Regions from separate parts of the Sus scrofa genome. Here region 1 is linked to region 2. Evidence: chromatin contacts called from public HiChIP or PLAC-seq data. All regions are on one chromosome and are shown on one strand. The core of a region is the stretch at or near the end of the contact, and the rest is flanking DNA. Distances in the headings are between cores, read along the strand shown. Region 1 has its middle 77 kb from the start of MAMDC2. Region 2 has its middle 180 kb from the start of C1H9orf135.

Region 1 (4,781 bases), core at 2,038-4,537, 130 kb before region 2:
ACTGAACAACAAATAGAGAAGTAAAGCATAATATGGAAATATGAAATTAGCAAGACAAGGTCACAGGTAAAGAAAAGCCTTTAGCTGCATAGCTTTCTCCTTAGTTACAGAGAAACTATACAACTGTCTGCAGTTTGTTTCTGTCTCATGCATTACTCTTCCTTATTCTGCTGTCATATCAGGTATCTTGGTCCCTACTCACTCTCCTCTCTCTATGTCCTTCTCTGTTGACAGAGCCATAGCCAGGTCAATGTGTGCGTGGCGGCGGGGGGAAGATGGCAGAAAGTTACCCAGAAAAAAGGACTCCAGTGGGAAAAAAGAATGGATGCATATATATAACTGATTCACTTTGCTGTACACCTGACACGAATACAATATTGTAAGTCAACTACACTCCAATGAATTTTTTTTTTAAATTTTTTGGCCACCCACAGCACATGGAGCCCCTGAGCCAGGGATTAGATCTGAGCTGCAGTTGTGACCTATGCCATGACTGTGGCAATGCCAGATCCCCAGCCCACTGTGCAGAACTGGGGATCAAACCTGTGTCCCAGCGCTCCAGAGATGCTGCTGATCCTATTGTGCCACAGCAGGAACTCCCCAATGAAATTTTTAAAATAAATTAATTTCTAAAAATAAATTAATAAGTAAATGCAAAAAATAAATAAATAAAAGGAGTTCCTGTTGTGGCTCAGTGGAAATGAATCCAACTAGTATCCTGAGGATGTGGGTTTGATCCCTGGCCCCGCTCAGTGCGTTAAGGATCCGGTGTTGCTGTGAGCTGTGGTGTAGGGTGCAGACTCAGCTTGGATCTAGCATTGCTGTGGCTGTGGTGCAGGCCAGCAGATGCAGCTCAGATTCAACCCTTAGCCTGGGAACTTCCATATGCCACAGGCGTGGCCATAAAGAACAAACAAACAAACAAACAAACAAACTCCATTTGTCCCTAGCTCACCCAGTTCATTCTTGAAGGTGTGATCCTGTGGGAGAATGGAATGGGAGTTCCGAATATTTCCTCCTCCAACAAACCAGTTCACGTTGGGGTTCCAGCGGTTCACAAAGCCACAGAGATGATTTTCTTCAAAATCACATTCTGGTAAAGAGAAATAAAAGCACACTTTATGGAATGTAGTTATGCCTGTATACACTCAGACTCACTGCTGTTTGCTCTTAGATATTCAGATACGTTTCTCATTCCTTTTGACCTTTGTACCAGTACCCCTGGACAATGTCAGTGGAAACATCCTATAATGAATAGAGATTATAATTCATCATTGCTTCTTTAGATTATGGCCCTTCCACTTATTAGCCATGTGTCTTGCAGTCTGACCTCTCTTAGTCTCCATTTCTTCATGTGTGAAATAGGGGCTGTGGTGTGGACAGCTGCCAGCACAGTGCCAAGCACACAATTAGTGCTTCGTAGAATGGCCAACTGTGTTTCAAAGCACTATTTGGAGCTATACTCTTAGCTCCAGAAATTTTATCCACCACATTCTGGTAGCCCACTCCCCATCCCCTTCTCTCTTGATGGTAGACAGCATATTAAGCTAAGGGCCAAGGGGCATGTTTCCTAGATGCTGAAATCCTTTGCTTTTCTTATAAACAAGAACTGAGACAGAGGAGTTGGGGCAAGAATATCCTAGGCATAGGGTTCTTCTGCAGCTACTGAGTGGAGAAAAAAGAGAAGACAAAGAGACTCCCTCATTCCTTTTTAGCAGCATTGACAAGTTTGCACAGATAAATTATTCCCAGTCAATAGACTCCTTTAGTGGGAACGAGACACTCATAAGCCATTGAACCCCACAATCATCAATTAAAATATGAAGTGTGATTGTTCTGGTCATCTACTGGCCCCACCAGGCCTACCCACCTTTCCTCCATTCTGCTCCATCCTCAGAGGTGGACGTGTGTGGACTGGTATAGACTTTCCTACCTTCTGGCTTCTATTGGATTCAATCAATGGAAGGTCGGAGGAGAAGAGATGATGGTGTTTATTTCTCCAGCTTTGTCCTTTCCAGGTTGCCATGGGTTGGCTATGTCCCTTAACTAAGGGACCATACAGCTACTGTCTTTAGATTCTGGTAATCCCTTCTCCTTTGCCCCTTCAGACCTAAAGACGTTGATGGCTCAGGAGTCATTGCTCTGACTAGTCCTGGATTGCTACATTATCTTTGTCTGGCTTCCTTCACCCACTCACACCTGTGTAGTCCCTTTAGTGAGTTTTCCTCACATTACTCGTGTTAAATATATTCTGCTTCCACTTTCCTGTCAGGGTCCTGACTGATAGAGCTATCAGAGTACTTCTGCCTGAGCAAGCATTGAACATTTTTAAGATTTTCATTTTCAGTTTTTCCACAGCAGCATCTGCTAACCAGTGCCCAATATGCAGTGCCAAAGGCTGTTACAGAATCAAATAAAAAGCAAAATATTCCTCAATGTGCCAGACACTACTGTGAGCACTTTGTATGAATTAACTTAGTTAATACTCAAAACAACTCCATGAGATATGCACTATTATCAATACCTCATTTTACAGATGAGGAAACAAGAGAAGCAAAGAGAATGTACAGAAAGAAATGTGAGGTGAGAGTATGTTCCTATGGTTCAACCAGGTAAAAGTATCTGTGCTTCTTTTGTCTTTCAAAACAACCAGAAGCCATCAAGTAATTTGAGGAAAGGAAATTAATGTTTTTGAGTGTCCAGCACTGTGATAGTCATCTCTGACAGGTTCCCAAGAGGATGGAGACAGATCTCCACCCCCCGAATGTGGCTGCTGACCTTGGATACCTGTTGGGGACATGGGTATGGCCCAGTGCAAGATCTATACCCTTTCCCAGAATGTGGAGCAGAGATTAACCACCTACAAGGATTAACTGCCCTCTGTCCAGGACTGTCATGGGACCTACCCCTCCCCACCTACCCCTCCCTTGACCTTCCCCTCCTCCTTCTTCATTGTTCCTGCCACAAGTTCCCACCATGAACTCCAGCCACAGATTCCCACCGCTGATCCTTTATAAGCCTAGCACCTCCTTGCAGTCAGGGCTGGGGCCATCTTGAGCTCAGCCTCTGCCCCTCTGATGCTTTAATAAATCTCTTTTGCTTTACCAACTTGGCCTTACGCATTCCTCCCTCAGCAAACCTAACAATCTCATATCCATGATCTTATTAGTCCCTGCAACAATCCTATGAGGGAAGCATTTTATCCCCATTTTGCAGGTGATGAAAATGAGGCCATGGGTGCAATACATGGACTATGCCAGCAGGTGGCGCAACAGGTGTATCCGACTCAATTCTATGGGGCCTTCAAGACCTGAGTGGCCTGGAGGGATCCATGAGGGATGAAGCTACCAGGAGGCCCAAGGAAGGGAGCTGGGGTCTAAAATCACTGTTCCTTCAGAAAATGGCCACATTGCAAGTATGTTATCTTTCACTTGCACCAGCATTACCACTAGCAGGTCAAAACAGAAAAGTGAGAGGGAATTAGCAAAGGCTCTCCCATGTTCAGAATTGTCCTTTTCTCTCTTGTCTCTTCCTCCCTTAGGCATTCAGTCTCCAAATACTGCAGGACTGAAAAAAATCTCTCAGATTTACCACTTTTATTTATTCCACTGCTGATCCCAATTTTATTTATTTTTTATATATTTTTCAAAAATTTTATTTTTATTTATTTATTTTTGTCTTTCTAGGGCCGCACCCATGGCATATGGAGGTTCCCAGGCTAGGGGTCAGATTGGAATTGTAGCACTGGCCTACACCAGAGCCATAGCAATGCAGGATCCAAGCCGTGTCTGCGACCTACACATACCACAGCTCACTGCAACGCCAGATCCTTAACCCACTGAACAAGGCCAGGGATGAACCCATGTCCTCATGGATGCTAATCGAGTTTGTTAACCGCTGAGCCACGATGGAAACTCCTGCTGACCCCAATTTTAGATGCTTGTTGTGTCCCCTCTGTAAGGTCACAATCTCTTCCTAGGGGTTTTTCCCTCTCTGACATATTTTCCTTGTTTCCAACTCATTTTCCATGTGGCAGCCAGAGTCACCATCTGAAAACGCAGCTGCTGGCTGACTTTTAGAGCCTCCCAACCACATAATTCAGGAACCCAAGCTCCGCAGCTGGGATCCAGACTCTTCCATAACAGACTCCCTTAGCTGCCCTGATTCTTACTTCAAACGCCACTCGGCCTCTTGCCTTTGCCTGGACATGGGCTGTGCTGTTTCCCCACTGGGGTCTGCCTATAGAGAGCCCTTTCCTTCCTACCCTGCTCCTCCACTGACTCAATTCTACTCCTCCTGAAACTCTAGCTCAAATGCATCTCCTGTATTCAGTCTTGCCTGATCTTCTCCCCTCCTCCCTGCATCTTCACAGCATAGCTAGTCCTTTTCCAGAATTTATCATACATAGAAACAGCTTCAGTAGAAGACAAAATGAAGGTGAGTGACCTCAGGACATGAAGTATGCCTTTCTCTCTCTCTCTCTCTCTCTCTCTCTCTCTTGGCTGTACTTGTGCCTTCTGGAAGTTCCCAGGCCAGGGATCCCAGTGATTCAAGCCACAGCAAGGACAACGCCAGACCCTTAACCACTAGGCCATCAGGGAACTCCATAGAGTATGTTGTCTCTTTACACTCTCTCAGGGGCAGACACAGAAGAGGTGCCTCAAGAGCCCTGTTCAAGTGGAATGAAGTGTGAAATGACAACTGTGATTATAAAGACAGAGCAATGGTGTATAAGAGAGAAATGGAGGGAAGGAGGCAACACAGAGGTAATATGATACTGG
Region 2 (5,209 bases), core at 1,386-3,885:
AACATAAGTTTATAAAATAGATATGGTCATTATCCCCATCTCATAAATAAGAAAGAGGGACACAAAAAAAATTGAACATATAAATGGCCCCCAAAATAGTGAAATTTTATGAAAATCATAAATCCACAGATTCAAGCTCTGTGAACACCAAGCAGTATCAATACATACCCCCCCACACACACACACATATCAAAGCATATCAACAATCAAAACACAACTCAGGGAGAGAAAAATCTTAAAAGTGACCAGAGGAGAAAGACACAGTTACTAGCAATGAAGATAAGAATGACAGGAAACATCAGAAACTATGCAAGGGAGGTAAAACACCATCTTTTAAAGTGCCAAAGGAAAAGCCTGTTAGAATTTTATATCTAGTGGAGACATCCTTCTGTTTTAGAAAAGCCCAGGCTTTGTGACAGAAAATAGCCCAATGGTTGGCTTACACCAGGAAGCGAGGTAGAGATTGACAAGGCTTCCAAAATCAGAGAATTCTGACCACATCTGGGATGGTTCTGGACATTGTTTGGATCTATGTGGGTTGTTGGGGGACTGCTTTTCAGGGAATAGTGAGTTGCTGAAAGACAGATGGGTGACTTTCAAAGGCTTAGCTCCAGGTTATTCACAGGTATCTTTCTAGCTGGAAGATAAACAGCTGTGGCATGATGGGGCAGGAGAGAATTTGGGAGATGATAGATATGCTCTTTATCTTGACCATGGTAATGGCTGCACAGTTGTGTATTTGTCAAATATCACTGAACTCTACACTCAAAAGAGGTGAGTTTAATTAAATTTAATTAATTTTTACCTCAATCAAGTTGACTTTTTAAAAAATATTTTCAACAACTGCAACACTCTCTAAATTTCAGTGCCCCTTGGCAAATCCTTGGTTGCTCCACCCAGGTTAAAACACAGCTATTTATCTTCCAGCTGAATAGATATATTGCAAATGACCTGAAGCTAAGACTTTGAGAGATGCCTGACAGTCAATCACCTCTTGTCTTTCAGTAAGTCACTATTCTTTCTGAAAAACAGTCCCCAACAACCCACAATAGATCTAGACAATGTCTGGAACCATTCCAGATGTGGTTAGAGTTCTCCGATTTCAGAAGACTGATGAGACTCAGTTGGCCTCCGTTCCAAGCAATGACAGCAAATAGAAGCCCTAGTGTCATCACCAACATGAGTAAATGCATTATTTACACTTGTTTTGTCACTGAATTATAAAGCTCTCTAAATTACATGTAACAACTAATTCCACAGGTAATTCCAAAACACCTGTCATTACTTCTCTTTGGTACATTCCCCAGATTCTAAGAAAAAGATTCTGAAACTTCAGTGGGCGTAAGAATCTCCCAAGGGCTTATATATACAGAATCTTCCCTCTAGGATCCCACTTCTTCACCTGAATTAGTAGACTGGAATGGAGCCTATTATCTGTATTATAAAGAAGCTTCAGATTCAGGCAGTCGGAACAATACATTTTGAGAAATAGTAGTCAAAGAATTCTAATGTGAACTGGAGGAAAATCTGGAGGAGCCCCAGTAATAGAACTGGCTAGAGGTTATAGAAAAGTCACCTAGAAGCAGGATCCCAAGAAATTTCTAGAAACCCATGGAGGTAGGAACGGGGGAAAGGGTTTAGAGGTTGTCAGAAAGAGGCCTGGAAGGAGTTCCCACCGTAGCTCAGCGGTTAACGAATCTGACTAGGAACCATGGGGTTGCGGGTTCCATCCCTGGCCTTGCTCAGTGGGTTAAGGACCCAGCGCTGCTGTGAACTATGGTGTAGGTCGCAGACTCAGCTCAGATCCCGCATTGCTGTGGCTCTGGTGTAGGCCGGTGGCTACAGCTCTGATTAGACCCCTTCCCTGGGAACCTGCATATGCTACTGGAGCAGTCTTAGAAAAGGCAAAAAGATTTTAAAAAGAAAGAAAGAAAGAGGACTGAAAAGGCAAAGCTGTTCTAAGTGGAAAGTGCTAGAAGGAAAGGTTCAGATGTGATCGTCCTAAGTTGGTGACCAGTCCTGGCTTCTTATCCCACCACCCTTCAGTGAGTGCAGGACTGGTGGGCTCCTGTGTGTTGGGATACTCTATATCTTCCTTGATCTTATATTTAATGATTTCTGTCCATCAGGAGAAGGCACTGATATGGAGATTAATATTCAGGCAACTTATTAATGAATGTTCTTGGGATCAAGAGTAGTGGAAAGAGACAAAAGCAGGGCTGAGTGGAGGAAGAGGTTGATGATGCAGACAGATTTAGCCGGTCCCTCGGGGAGCTCTGAGATAGCAGTGAGCCCTTCAGCCCTGTCTCAAGTTGGGGCCCCTCCACCCTGACCCCAAAGAAAGGATGAGCCCTTAAGAAAAGGAGCTCCTTTCAGATAGGCCTTCCTGGAGAAGTCTGAGAGCTGAGGACAGTCTCAGCATCACTCTCAGCACATGGAGGAATAAATCCATAAGGTCCAAAGGTGGGTCTGGGTGCTGCATCATTACAACCACTACACCTCATTTTTTTGCTGATGTTTTTCATGAATAATATTAATGTTTTAGTGGAATATTTCATGCTAATGAATAAGTTTCCCAATCTTCTAGGCTATGGTTGCATGAGTTGATGTCTCCATTGACCAGATGACCTCTTGGTTCCTCTTTCTTTTCCTCTTCCACCTACAAACTCCTACTTATCCTTCAATTATCAGTCCAAATGTGGCCCCCTCTGTGAAGCTTTTAGTTGCCACCAGCAGACACAGGATTTCTGCTTTCTGTGTTCCTCGGGACCTCCAGCTATCTCAGCAAAGATCTTGTCTGTAGTATTTTCATGTCTGCATATGTTTCTTGTGATTTGAATGTAAGATCCTGGGGAAAGGAACTAGGTCATATCTTATTTGTGTAGCCCCAGCATTCTGGCACAGGCACAGCACCAGTGTTTGTTTAGTTATATCAGCTGATATGAATGTAGCCATGGCTCCATGATCTTGGAAAAGCCTCTCCCAAGAATTGTGGGAATCTGAGAAAGCTAATGATTTTAGTACTCGGTCAACCATTACTTTTTCATGTTTGTCAATTTGTAGGATTAGAGAGAATTTGAAAGTGCTCACTTTCAGAAATAAATTTAATTGATAGTATATTTTCTATTGGCCACAATTGGATCATTGCTTCTAAAATCTCTTAAGAATATATCATCCATTCTTCTGTATTTCTTATCCTCATTTCTTTTGTGAATTTAAAAATTAATGTGCTTGCAGGCTTATCAAAGAAACTAAAATTCAGATAATAAATAAGCACTTACAATTTGTTAACACACTACACCACACATTCTTTAGCTCCAGATATTTCAGCAGACTGCCAATTTCAGCTAAATATACAAATAAGGAGCTGGATATGAACACCTGAGTTATCTGGCTCTGATTTCTCTTTTATCCTAGTAGTGGTTTAGTGCTCTTTATAGATTGGCAGCTGACACAATGCTAGCTAACCCTCCTCCTAATTTTCTTGTGTTGGATTTCAATTTCCTCACCTGTAAAATGAGGAAAAGTCCCCCAGAAATTCTAATATTTCTTCCAGCTCTAGCAGTATTCTTTCATTCTGTGGTTCTGTCTATACTGAAATAAAGCATGGCTATTTATTAAATGTCTTATGTGATATTTTACATACAATTTTAAATTTAGACAATGTTGTCATAGAACATGATTTCTATTTAGTTTCAGGGAGTTCCTGTTGTGGCTCAGCAGAAACAATCTGACTAGTATCCGTGAGGACACAGGTTCAATCCCTGGCCTCACTCAGTGGGTTAAGGATCCAGCGTTTCAGTGAGCTGTGGTGTAGGTCACAGAAGTGGCTTGGATCTGGTGTTGCTGTGGCTGTGGCATAGGCCAGTGGCTACAGCTCCAATTCAACCCCTAGCCTGGGAACTTCCATATGCCATGAGTGCGAACCTAAAAAGACAAATAAATAAAGTTAATTTCATTTCAGAATGCCTTTTCAGAACAGTCATTCCTATTCTTCTTTGGGTAACCCAACAGAATGTTGCTACATTAAAAATTTCATATGAATGCATTATGACCTAAAATATTTTTTCTTGATAAGAGAAAAAAAGAGACAAAATTGAAAATAGGTGATGTAAAGCTGCTACTCAGAAATAAAATAATTTCCAAACACAGACATTAAAATTAGAGTTCTCATTTGTGGATCATCTCTATGGAACTTTGCAGAGAATAGAAAAGTGGTGCTTGGGAATAGAGTGTAATCTCTCTTCTTCAATTTTCACATAATGCATTTTCTGCAGTTACAAATAAAGGGCTCATTACTGGGGAACCAAACATACATGTGGAATCTCTGAGAAGAAATGACAAGAAGCTAAGTTAAATGGTGTGTGCAGAAGAGAAAGTTGGAACAAAACGATGTGTTACTGGAGATGTATGGCATCGTCAAAAACATCACACTCGTGGTTTCCTGGTATCTGTGAAACTTGGACCAATTTAAAGTGCCATATTTGATAGATTCTGGCAGAACTGAAGGGAAACTGAGCTGGTGTTTTTTAAAACTTTATTGCTTTCTGGAAGATAAATTTCTTCTTTGAACATTATCTATCTCATTCTATGAGATGTATTACTATACTCCCTGGCCATTTGGGAGCCAATAAGAGTTATTTCTTCTTTCAGCTGCCTCCTGATCTTACAATGAATGTTTTCAGGTAACAGTCTTAAAAAACAAGAGATGCAAGGATGATAGAGAATCATAGAATTTTGAAGTTGGAAAAGGCCCTGGGGGACAAAAATTCACAGCAGTACTGTGACCTCGTTTCATTCTCTCTGCATAATAAACCATCCAGACCAAGTGAGATGCAGAGAATGAGGCCTGAGTGGGAAGCAGGACTACTGAGCGCTAGCACTCATTTTTCAGCCAGCCAGCTGAGGGCCATGAACGAATCACGCAACATTCAGTCAACTCTTAGTAAATCGCTGGTTGACCTTCAGTACAAAGCATTTAATCTTCAGTTTTATTCATCAGAGAAGAGGGTTGAATTAAAAAAATGGCAAGAACCTCTTTCAGTTGGGAACATCCTATCCTTTCTTGATGACACACCCAAAGCTAAAGTTATGTGTATTTCCCTCTCAACTGCCTGATTCAGTTGCCCATTGCTCTAAGAAAATCAATATAGACAAAAACCTCAGAATTTTCAAGAAGTAAGTTAAGGGATTGGTATTTGTATTACAG

The links. HiChIP or PLAC-seq counts read pairs in DNA pulled down with a chosen protein or histone mark.
Region 1: an H3K27ac HiChIP or PLAC-seq map of alveolar macrophages shows a contact between it and region 2. The contact joins two enhancer-like sites. A contact is called at or near these places in 10 of 47 Hi-C or Micro-C datasets (alveolar macrophages, embryonic fibroblasts, heart right ventricle and 5 more) and 1 of 2 datasets of contacts at active chromatin or transcription factors (alveolar macrophages).

The regions. Positions count from the first base shown.
Region 1 is chr1:223,461,932-223,466,712 of Sscrofa11.1, reverse strand. No RefSeq gene overlaps it. Among named protein-coding and RNA genes, the nearest start is that of MAMDC2, 77 kb to the left of the region's middle. Within about 2 kb of position 3,287, at least 3 of the 83 cell types and tissues checked have an H3K27ac peak or open chromatin away from gene starts, as enhancers often do. A contact at or near this core is called in alveolar macrophages, where this site is marked.
Region 2 is chr1:223,334,862-223,340,070 of Sscrofa11.1, reverse strand. No RefSeq gene overlaps it. Among named protein-coding and RNA genes, the nearest start is that of C1H9orf135, 180 kb to the right of the region's middle. Within about 2 kb of position 2,635, at least 2 of the 83 cell types and tissues checked have an H3K27ac peak or open chromatin away from gene starts, as enhancers often do. A contact at or near this core is called in alveolar macrophages, where this site is marked.